2 separate regions of the Mus musculus genome follow, and region 1 is linked to region 2. Evidence: chromatin contacts called from public HiChIP or PLAC-seq data. All regions are on one chromosome and are shown on one strand. Each heading gives the region's core, a stretch centred on a gene start, on an enhancer-like site or on the middle of the called end of the contact. The rest is flanking DNA. Distances are from core to core; before and after follow the strand shown. Region 1 overlaps Tmem178 (transmembrane protein 178). Region 2 has its middle 20 kb from the start of Gm33538.

Region 1 (5,154 bases), core at 2,610-5,109, 220 kb after region 2:
CATGCTGGAGAAGGAAGAATGCAAAGATTTTCTCAAACCATGGTGCCTTTCTCAGTACAGGACAGTGGTTCTCAACCTTCCTAATGCTGTGACCCTCGTGCCGTGCTAACCCTGACCATAAAATCATTTCATGGCTGCTTCATAACTGTAATTTTGCTACTGTTATGAATTGTAATATAAATATCTGGTATACAATTCCTAAAGGGGTGGCAACCCACAGGTTGAGAATCATTGGTTCAGGCAGTTGTACATTCAGGTAGGGCATCAGTAACACTGTTGAACCCAAGCACGGTTCAGATAGTTCTGTTCTGACATTGTTGACCTGCCTGAGGTCTGTGTGTTGTGACCATAACACGAGTGGCCAGTTGTGACCACTGGCCTGTCCTTACCATGGATGGTGTGTTTCCTGGGGAAGGAGGATGCCCCAGTGTGTTTGGGCTGCACATCTCCTAAGCTACTGGCTGTTTTTAGTTCTACCTGAGTCTCGGGGAAGGAGCTGGAGGGTGTGAGGTGGTTCTGGTCAGCTCTGCCTTCTCAGGAAAGATGTCCTCTTTCATGAGCTGGGCGAGAAGGGAAAGACTGGTGTGGTCTGTGTTCTCTTGCCTCCTGCTAGCAGAGGAGGAGAAGGAGAAGCCAGGGCTGGGAAGAACACTAGGTAGGGCTGAAGTCTTTCCTAATCAGACTCTTAAGCCTTCAATCCTATATGCCAGCCAAGTCCCTCACTATGCTGTGATGGTTCTGAGAAACTGGGGATTTCTGGCATTTTGTTGCCTTTTTTCTGGTGTATTTTTATTGCTGTTGTTTGTTTGTTTGTTTGTTTGTTTTTGATAGGATGGCACTGTGTAGCCCTGGCTGGTCTAGAAACCCCCAGACTGGCCTTGAACTCAGATTCTAGAATTAAAGGCCTAGGCCACCCCACCCAGCTCTCTTCTGTTACTTTTACTGTAGACACAATGCAACACAATGCTAAAGAAGCATTAGACCCGAATGCCCTATGCCAGTGGTCAACTGCCACCCCAACCTGAAGGACACCCTCCACTTTTGCACAGGGCTATCCTTGTTTGGGCACTTAATTCTAAACGGTCCAGCACTGTGCACCTCTCACCTCTCGCTGCAGTGATGACTGTCAGCCACACAGGATGCTGAGCACCTGAACCAAAACTCCTCTAAAAGAGAGAGAGAGAGCGAGAGCGAGAGCAAGAGAGAGAGAGAGAGAGAGAGAGAGAGAGAGAGAGAGAGAGAGAGACTTCCTGACCGAAGAATACATCAAAATGGCATTAAGAAGTTTCAAAGTGTCGATTATATGTTTAAAATATTAAATGGGAATATACTTCAGTTGGTAGATATGTTCCTAACATTCACAAAGCTCCAGGCTTGATCCCCCTCCACATAGAACTAGACACGGTCTTGTGTGCCTGTCGTCCCACCCAGCACTTGGGAGGTGAAAACAGGAGAGTCAGGAGTTCTGTCCATCCTTGGGCTATATGAGATTCTGTATTAAAAAAATAAAAAAAAGCAAAATTGTGGCTGAAGAGATGGATGAGCGGTTAAGAACATTGACTTTTCAGTTCCCAGCACCCACGTGGCAGCTCACAACTGCCTGCAACTCCAGTTCCAGGGGGTCTGATGCCCTCACACAGACACACATGCAGCTCAAACACCAATACACCTCAAATAGAAATAAACAAATTACACACAGAAGATCAAAATGCTATGCTTATATGTCTATACATAACAATAAAGTCAATTCCCCTGTTTACTTTTTAATATGACTCTTAGGAAGTTTGGAATTGTGTAGCACGTGGCATCTCTTCCCTCTGGACAATCCTACTCATATTTACCCCTTCAGCTTGCGTATCCTCCTTTCAGTACGTAGACTGGACGGGTTTGCCCTCGGAAGGTGCTTGCAGCTGGCCAAGGCTCTTCTAGTCAGTAGAAGCTGCCCAGTTTACTGCACTTGGCTTATTCAATTCAAGTCAGCTCTTGATAAAGGGAGCGACAAGGGGACATTTCTTTCATCTGCTTAACACCTGCTTCCCTCTGAGATGAAGTCTCTCTGACAAGAACATAGCCGCTGCCCTGACCTGTAACCCTAGGGCCGATCTCCCCCTTTAAACTGGGGTGTGTGCTGGCAGAGCTTTAAAGAAACAAAGAGTCCTTTACTTTCTGCCCATGGGCCACTTATGGAATTCCAAGTGACCCTTAAGTGTTTTAGGAAGAGTGCATACTGTCGTGACCTGCCATCGAGAGGCTCTCAAGTGTCGGAGGCCTTGCTGTTATTTTACCCTTTCCAGACTTATCTGAGAGATGCCGCGCTCTGACAAAGAAGCCATAGCGTCTGCTTATAAGGGAGTTGAGTCATGAGCGGAGAGGGTGACTCTCTGACCCACCAGAAAAGACCAAAGTCAGAACTCGGCAACCAAGGCATGAGCTCAAGAAGACAGAACTGAGTTTGGGAAGAATTGAAGGCAAGCACCGTAGGAATAGGAGGGTCATGGAAACAGGCACAGCACTGCCATGGAATACTTTTAAGGACAGAAGTGGCCTCTGGGAATTATTCTCAGGGTCAGTAAGGTAGGGCTACAGAGATTCCAGTCAATGGGAAGCCATTCACACGTTCTCACGGTGTGATATGATACACAGAAACCCTAATATCATGCACTGAGGGAGTATGAGATCTCTCTCTCTCTCTCTCTCTCTCTCTCTCTCTCTCTCTCTCTCTCTCTCAGTTGTCAAAATTGGAAAGTTGGCATATTGGCCGAACACTAAAGCTATGTAATAAATAAGTACATAATGCTTATATGTGCCAAGCACTTTATTTTTAAATAAATGCATCTATTATGGCAAGTAAAACTCTCACAGCCACTAATTTAAATCCCACGTAAGCTGGGAATAGTGGCACATAACTGTAATCCTAGCACTTGGAAGGCAGAGGCCAGCCTGGTCTAACAGCAAGCTCCAGGCCAACCAGGCCTATGTAAAGAGATCCTCTCTCAAAATGAGAGTTGTAAAAAATATAGTGGGGGCAGGAGAGATGGCCCCATACTGCTCTTCCAGAGAATCCAGAACCCAGAACCCAGGCCATGGCTCACCACACCAGTAACTGAAGTTCCAGGATATCTGGTTCCCCCTTCTGGCCTTCCTGGGCAGTAGACACATAGTGCACATACATTTGTGTAGGCAACACAATCATACACATAAATAAAAGCACACAAATCTTAAAAAAAGTAAAAAGCAATATAACATGATACTGCAAAATACAGGAAGATGACTTCAAATTACATTTAACTTATTTTTTAAAGGAAGGATTTTATGTGTATGTGTCTTGCCTATATGTTTCTCTGTATTCCATGTGTGTGCCTGGTGCTCTCAGAGACCAAAAGAGGCTACTAGATCGTTTGGAAGTGGTTTTATACATGACTATGTGTCACCACATGGGTGCTTGGAATCAAACCCAGGTTCTCTGTAAAAGCAGCCCGTGTTTTTAGCCACCGAACCTATCTCTGAGCCCATCTCTCCAGACCTCTCAGGGATTACTGAGGCCCCAGACACCGTACGTGATCACAAAGCAGATTAGACCAGCGGTGGCACACATGTGGCCTGCTGTCTGAGAGAAGAGTGATATCGACGTTAGTTGGCAATCTCTGCAGGAGCCCAGTGCTGGGAGTCTTGCACAGAAGACAGGAGTGGACAGGCAAGAGGGACCAGTGGTTGGATCACTGCCCCGGGCAACTGTTGCATGGTTCTGTTTATCCCTTTGTACACATGAGCTAATCTGCGATGGCCATTTAGGGTCCAGCCTCCTGGTATGGGGCAGTGGTTCTGTCTAATGAATGTGAGCATTTGCCAAGAGATGACTCACAGTCCAGCATTGAGGTTTATAAAGGGCTAAGCCCTTCACAATAACCCTACAGAGTCTATGCCATCAGACCTCTGCTTTTATAAGAGAGGGAACTCAGGCGCAGGTTAAAGGATTTGCTAAGTTTACACAGCTGTAATTCAAACCCACGTCCTGTCTCTCTGCCCAGGTTCGAAGCCTGAATGACGTCTCAGTGTTGAATTACTGTGAGTTTTGTAGTATCTCATACTTGCTATGTCTCTCCCTTATTTAACCTCCCCGTGTGTCCCCGCGACTCACTAGCTGTGGGGCTAGTTCACTATTGTCAGCAGTAGAAACAGCAACGATTCACCAGACCAAAGGCTCCATTCCTCATCCAGTAGGATGTATTTATTTATATATCTTATTCTATGGTTTTTTAGCATCCTTAAAGTGGCTTTACTTGGCCCTGTAAGAAGCTAATTATTCACCAAATATAGACCACGGCTTGTTCTTTTCAGCCCCCTGCATGCTTTTTCCCCTCATTGTGCGATGCCATCTGGTGCTATGAGCTCATGCTTTCTGTGCTCCTTTGCAGAGCGCCAGATTCGTCCTTTCTGAGCCCAGAAAGCAAGGTTGATTTCAGAGTTTGCTTGTGTGGCTTTGAGAGCACTGGGGTCTAACGCCTCCTAGTGGATTTTGCCGGTATCACTCCTTACCATCACCACAGGGAATTCATGCTCACCCATGTAGACTGTCCGTCCATGTCTTTCTTTCTGAGTCAATAGCTTTGGTGAGCCACCCAGCACCAGCAGGTCTTTTTCTGTGTCGTTTTTATTGGCTTAATGCTTGGGATGTGGGAAGCCAAACCCTGATAATTACACTTTCCTCTTCAAATCTGTCTCACTTTGTGCTGTGGCGGTAGAACACGTATTAAAGAGAAGGAGATCGGAAGTCTTGTGGCTGGCCTCGGATCCGTCCTTCACACACTCTTTCTCCAAAGTCCGGAGTCTCTCTGATCATTTTTTCCCCAGGAGTGGAGCACTGGGAACATAGGACATTTTCTTGTATACCGAGCTTAGGATATCAGAGCTTCCCCACCAGACCTCTGATCTTTGAGACTTTTGAGTGCTGCTCGTCAGATCTGCTCCCTCTCTTTCCACCTTCTGATGCTCGATCAGCGTCCTTGGCAATTAGACTAAGATCCAAGGGATATGAAGTGTGTCTGGTGATGTCTGCGCTGCTAGCCTCGGGTCTCACTCCAGCAGAGCACCGGCCAGGCGATTGCCCTCTTCCTGTAGCCCTGCCTCCTGGGGGACTGCGTGGTACTATGAAGG
Region 2 (4,846 bases), core at 1,326-3,825:
AACAAAAGCCTATCTAATAATCCAGCTCACTGTTCTTTATTTGGGTCCATAAAAGGAGATGTCACGCTCAGGCCTGGTGGCAAACTCAGTTTTATGAGCTTTGAAATGTAGATTTGAGCCATTACATCACAATCAAAATTGAAAATTAAAAAGAAGCATTATTTAAAAAAAAGCAAACTCCAGATTTATGCCATTTCAAAGGAAGTGTCATTTGGAAAGAAGTTGACTCGCACCATGAAGTATGTGACATTTTTTTCAATTTCTATGCTCTTCTGTAGTAAGGGTGGGCTTGTGGGATGTGTAGACATGTGCCTAATCAAATTCAGCTTGACTTCTCGAGTTAAGAAAATGCATATGAAGTATTTCTGAGATAAGCAGACGCACGATCTATTTTTAGCTCACGAGTCTCCGGGCTGCTGGTGTTGGTCTCACCCCTTATTCGAAAAATAGCTTTGGAGTATGATCTACGGTTTCTTGTTCACTCAAAATACACAGGGAGAGCATGTATCCCAGGGTGCTGAAGGGTGCTTGAGAGCTCTGACTTCTGTTTTCCACTTAGGGAAGAGTACCGTACCATTATCTGTGCTTGTTTCTCACACACACACACACACACACACACACACACACACACACACACACACACGTGTTACTGATCTGGGACTGGAACAGAGCTCTTCTGGCCCCAGCCTTCTGTTCACTGAGCTGGATGACACTGGGAATTCATGCAAACTCAGAGATAAAACTGTGGTAGGCTATTAGCTGATTTCATGACTTAAGTCTAGACTCAACCCAGTGGCTGCCCTGAGACTTGCTTTTGAGGTACGACAGGAAGAGGACTGGAAGGTCCCTTCTTACGTTTGACATAGGACCTGAGTTAGGATGCGGCAGCTCTTGCGGGTAGTGGGTGTCTGCAGATGGGACCAGAATTAGCGAATAGTGAAAAGCCTAATAGAATTTTCTTAATTTGAAAATTTGAAGTAAACAAATCAGAAATGAATTTCAAGGTCATTGTAAGTAACAGGAAGGACTCAGAATGTCCTCACTAGCCACACGTCACTGCACTAACAGCCTGGCTCAGAAGCATGCGACAGTGGTTCACCGAGATTCGTTTTCAAGAAGAGTTTCCCTTTAAAAACGTGTATTTTTTTATTTATGTATGGTGTGTGTGTGTGTGTGTGTGTGCTCATGCTTGCATCTGTGTGCCCATACACACCAGTGTATACTTGTCTGAGTGTCAGAAGAGGCATGGGATCCTCTGGAACTGGAATTACAGACAATTGTGAGCCACCCACACGGATGGATGCAGCAATCTGAACTAGGGTCCTTTGCAAGAACACTAAATGCTCTTAGCTGCTGAGCTGTCTCTCCAGTCCCAGGAGGAGTCTCACTTTTAAGGTTGATGCTACAGTTGCAGATTTCTAAAGAACCAGTTCCTTTATTGTTTCTTGCTCTCTCTCTTTCTCTCTCTCTCTCTCTCTCTCTCTCTCTCTCTGAGAAGCTTTGCTTAGCAGCATAGGAAAGAAATGTATATATGGTTAGTTTATTATATATTAAAGTTAAAAAAATCTGACCTTAGTAAAAAAAAGTCATACTAGATACAGAAAAAAATAGACATTCAAAGAACCATATATCAAATATATATAGTGTATGATTATTTTATACTGATCTTTAAATGTGCATTTAAAATAATAATTACTACTACTACTAATACTACTGCTAAAATAATTACTGTTATTATTTTCAAGTCAGGGTTTCTCTGTGTAGCCCTGACTGTCCTAGAACTCACTCTGTAGACCAGGATGGCCTTAAACTCAGAGACCTGCCTGCCTCTGCCTTTGGAGTATTGGGATTAAAGGTGTATACTACCACGGCTTGGCTATTTTTATTGCTTCTTAATTATGTGTATGTGCATGTGTTTGTCTAAGTGTGGGAACGTGCACATGAAGTCAGCTGGCTGAGGAGGTCAGAGCCATCAGATATCCCTGGGGCTGCAGTGACAGGCTTGTGGGTATCCCGGTTCAGGTGTTGGAAAACCTACTTAGGTCTTCTGCATAAGAGCTACGATCATTCCTAGCTGCTGCGCCATCTCTCCAGCCTTGAAATGTAGATTTTTTTAAAAAAGATATTGATTTGTAAATATTTATTTCATTTTTATAGAAAAATAATTGATTAAATTTATGAGGTACAATGTGATATATTAACATATGTATACATGCAGACTAGCCTAGTAAAGCCAATTAACACTCTTACCTGGTATTCTTATCATTTCTTTGTGGTGAGAAGACTTAAAACCAAGATATAGAGTCTTAAAACCATAATTGAAAGAAACATATATCTCTGGTAGAATTTTATAGAAAGTTGTAGACATTCATGTATGCACACAGAGACAAACGCCCATGTGTATACAATTATATGCTCCATGTTTATATAATAAGTCTTTATATTGCAGTTGCAGTTTTCTATCTTTGATACAGAAGGAAAATGCCTAAATGAAAAACATGTGCACTCTTCAGTTCACAGCAGGAAGAAAAGAATCACCATTTCTTTGCATTTCTGTTGTTACTTCCTGCTGGGCAGCAGCAGTGATTCATGGTACAGTAATGTAATACTCACAGCTTCAGCGTCACAAGGCAAATGCCAGAGACTGACTGGGCAAGGAATCTGAAACAGCACTCTTGCTTTGGAAATATAAAATGTCAATAAAAGCCCATTCTTTAGGGAACTTAGAGATACTCAGTACTATAATCTCAATGCTGCTAATACCCTGATACAGTCCACCTTTCCTAAAGGAAGAATGGGGGATACCCAGGGGAGCCCCAACATGCTCAGGGGAGAACGGGAGCAAGGGATGGGGGAGGGGTTGTGGAAGGGGGTGACCAGGATGGGGACAGTGAATGGATGTAAAGTGAATAAGTAAAAACAACAGCAAAAACAAAACAGAATGTAACTGAATTTTACTTCCAGCTCATATGTTAAAAAAAAAAAAAGTCTCCCCTTTACCTATTTTTTTTAAAGCCAGGTCACTTTCTCTATATACATATAGATTGCTTTCACCACATGAACTGAAAGATGTTTTCTTACATATTAGGTTGTTTGGTAGAGATAATTTTAGATTTTTTTTAAGTTAGCTTTAAGTGGTGTGTATATTTATTCATTTCTGTGTTATTCTCTTGCACTAGTCTGTGTGCATCACGTGTGTGTAGGAGTTCATGGAGGCCAGAAGAGGGTGTTGGATCCATGCAACTGGACTTGCAGACAGCTGTGAGTGGTCACACATGGGTGCTGAGAACCAAATCTGGATCCTCTGCAAAAGCAGTACTATACTCAGTACTATACTCAGTACTATAATCTCAATGCTGCTAATACCCTGATACAGTCCACCTTTCCTAAAGGAAGAATAGGGGGTACCCAGGGGAGCCCCAACATGCTCAGGGGAGAACGGGAGCAAGGGATGGGGGAGGGGTTGTGGGAGGGGGTGCGCTTAAACCCCAAGCCACCTCTCCAGCCCCCAGGGGGGGGGTTTAAGGTTGGGAAAAAAATCTGAAGCCTTCAGGGATTAAGGTTAGTTGAATATAGAATAAACTGATATAATCACAGATGAGTACTTAGTTTTAAGGTCACGGTGTCCTAGAAAGGGCGCCAACATGACACAACTAGATCCTATAAGTACTAAGATGGCAGGCGTGTGCTGCCTCCCTTTTGGAGTTAGTAAAGTTACAACCTACTTATTGAATACTAATGATAGTCAGTATTAATAATTAAGTCAGTAATAGTAGTTAACAACTGAGTCTATAGGGCAGTGGTAGAGCACTAGCCTAGTATAAGCTAGCAGGTCCCAGGTTTAGTTTCTAACACCAGGAAAAAAAAAAAAACCAATCAACCAACCAACCAAACAAACAAACAAACAAACAAAACAGAAAAGCTGGTGGAATCTGAGAATAAGGAAATGTCTACATTCTGGACATAGGTGCAAGAGGATTAGAAGTCCAAAGCTATCCTTAGCTACATAGTGAGTTCAAGGCCAACCTGTGCTACATGAGATCCTGTCTCAAACCAAAGCAAAGCAAGGAATATGTTAGGCCAATCAGTTACCCATATAATAACATCTTTCTGATATGCACAAATTCCATTTGCTAAAGGTAGAAAATCCATTGGATTTTATTTTTCATTAGCCACCTGAAGAACCCTCAATTAATTGAGTTCACTCTGGGGATCCACAGCCATTATTTAAATTATAACCCAACGTGGATAATAACCTCCATTTGGTGCTGTAAAAATCAAACTATTAAGAAATAGTGTATTCCATTTACATAAGCTTTATCTTGTTCCCATGACATTTTTTTTTCAGTGACAAATCGATGTTCCATTGATAAATTAAAAACCACAACCCTGTAGTTCTGGGTGAACTTTTCACCAAGTTTCATTGCTGTAAACGAAAAACCAAAAAGAGTCTAGACTCACAGCTCTCCTTCCCTAGAGGATTAAAGGATTCAGAGATTTCTAGGATGTCCTTTAGGGTATTTGATGCTTTTGCTCTTGTTCATTTCTTTATTGATAAGAGTTTCTTCTTCTTCCTCCTCCTCCTCCTCCTCTTCTTCTTCCTCTTCCTCTCCCTCTCCCTCTTCTCCTCCTCCTTCTCTCCTTCCCCTCCTTCCCCTCCTCCTCCTCCTCCTTCTTCTTCCTCTTCCTCTCCCCCTTCTCCTCCTCCTTCTCTCCTTCCCCTCCTCCTCCTCCTCCTTCTTTTCTTCTTCTTCTTCCTCTTCCTCTCCCTCTTCTCCTCCTCCTTATCTCCTTCTCCTCCTTCCCCTCCTTCCCCTCCTCCTCCTCCTCCTCCTCCTTCTTCTTC

Evidence for each region. HiChIP or PLAC-seq counts read pairs in DNA pulled down with a chosen protein or histone mark.
Region 1: an HNF4G HiChIP or PLAC-seq map of pancreatic cancer cells shows a contact between it and region 2. The contact joins two enhancer-like sites. A contact is called at or near these places in 1 of 15 datasets of contacts at CTCF or cohesin (the NIH/3T3 cell line), 13 of 484 Hi-C or Micro-C datasets (cerebral cortex, cortical neurons, embryonic stem cells and 1 more), 5 of 115 datasets of contacts at active chromatin or transcription factors (bone marrow-derived macrophages, embryonic basal ganglia, embryonic fibroblasts and 2 more) and 1 of 9 other capture datasets (embryonic stem cells).

Annotation. Positions count from the first base shown.
Region 1 is chr17:80,978,117-80,983,270 of GRCm38.p6, forward strand. The region is part of intron 1 of Tmem178 (transmembrane protein 178); the gene reads left to right. Among named protein-coding and RNA genes, the nearest start is that of Tmem178, 36 kb to the left of the region's middle. Within about 2 kb of position 3,860, at least 71 of the 459 cell types and tissues checked have an H3K27ac peak or open chromatin away from gene starts, as enhancers often do. A contact at or near this core is called in bone marrow-derived macrophages and pancreatic cancer cells, where this site is marked.
Region 2 is chr17:80,762,821-80,767,666 of GRCm38.p6, forward strand. No RefSeq gene overlaps it. Among named protein-coding and RNA genes, the nearest start is that of Gm33538, 20 kb to the right of the region's middle. Within about 2 kb of position 2,576, at least 48 of the 459 cell types and tissues checked have an H3K27ac peak or open chromatin away from gene starts, as enhancers often do. A contact at or near this core is called in bone marrow-derived macrophages and pancreatic cancer cells, where this site is marked.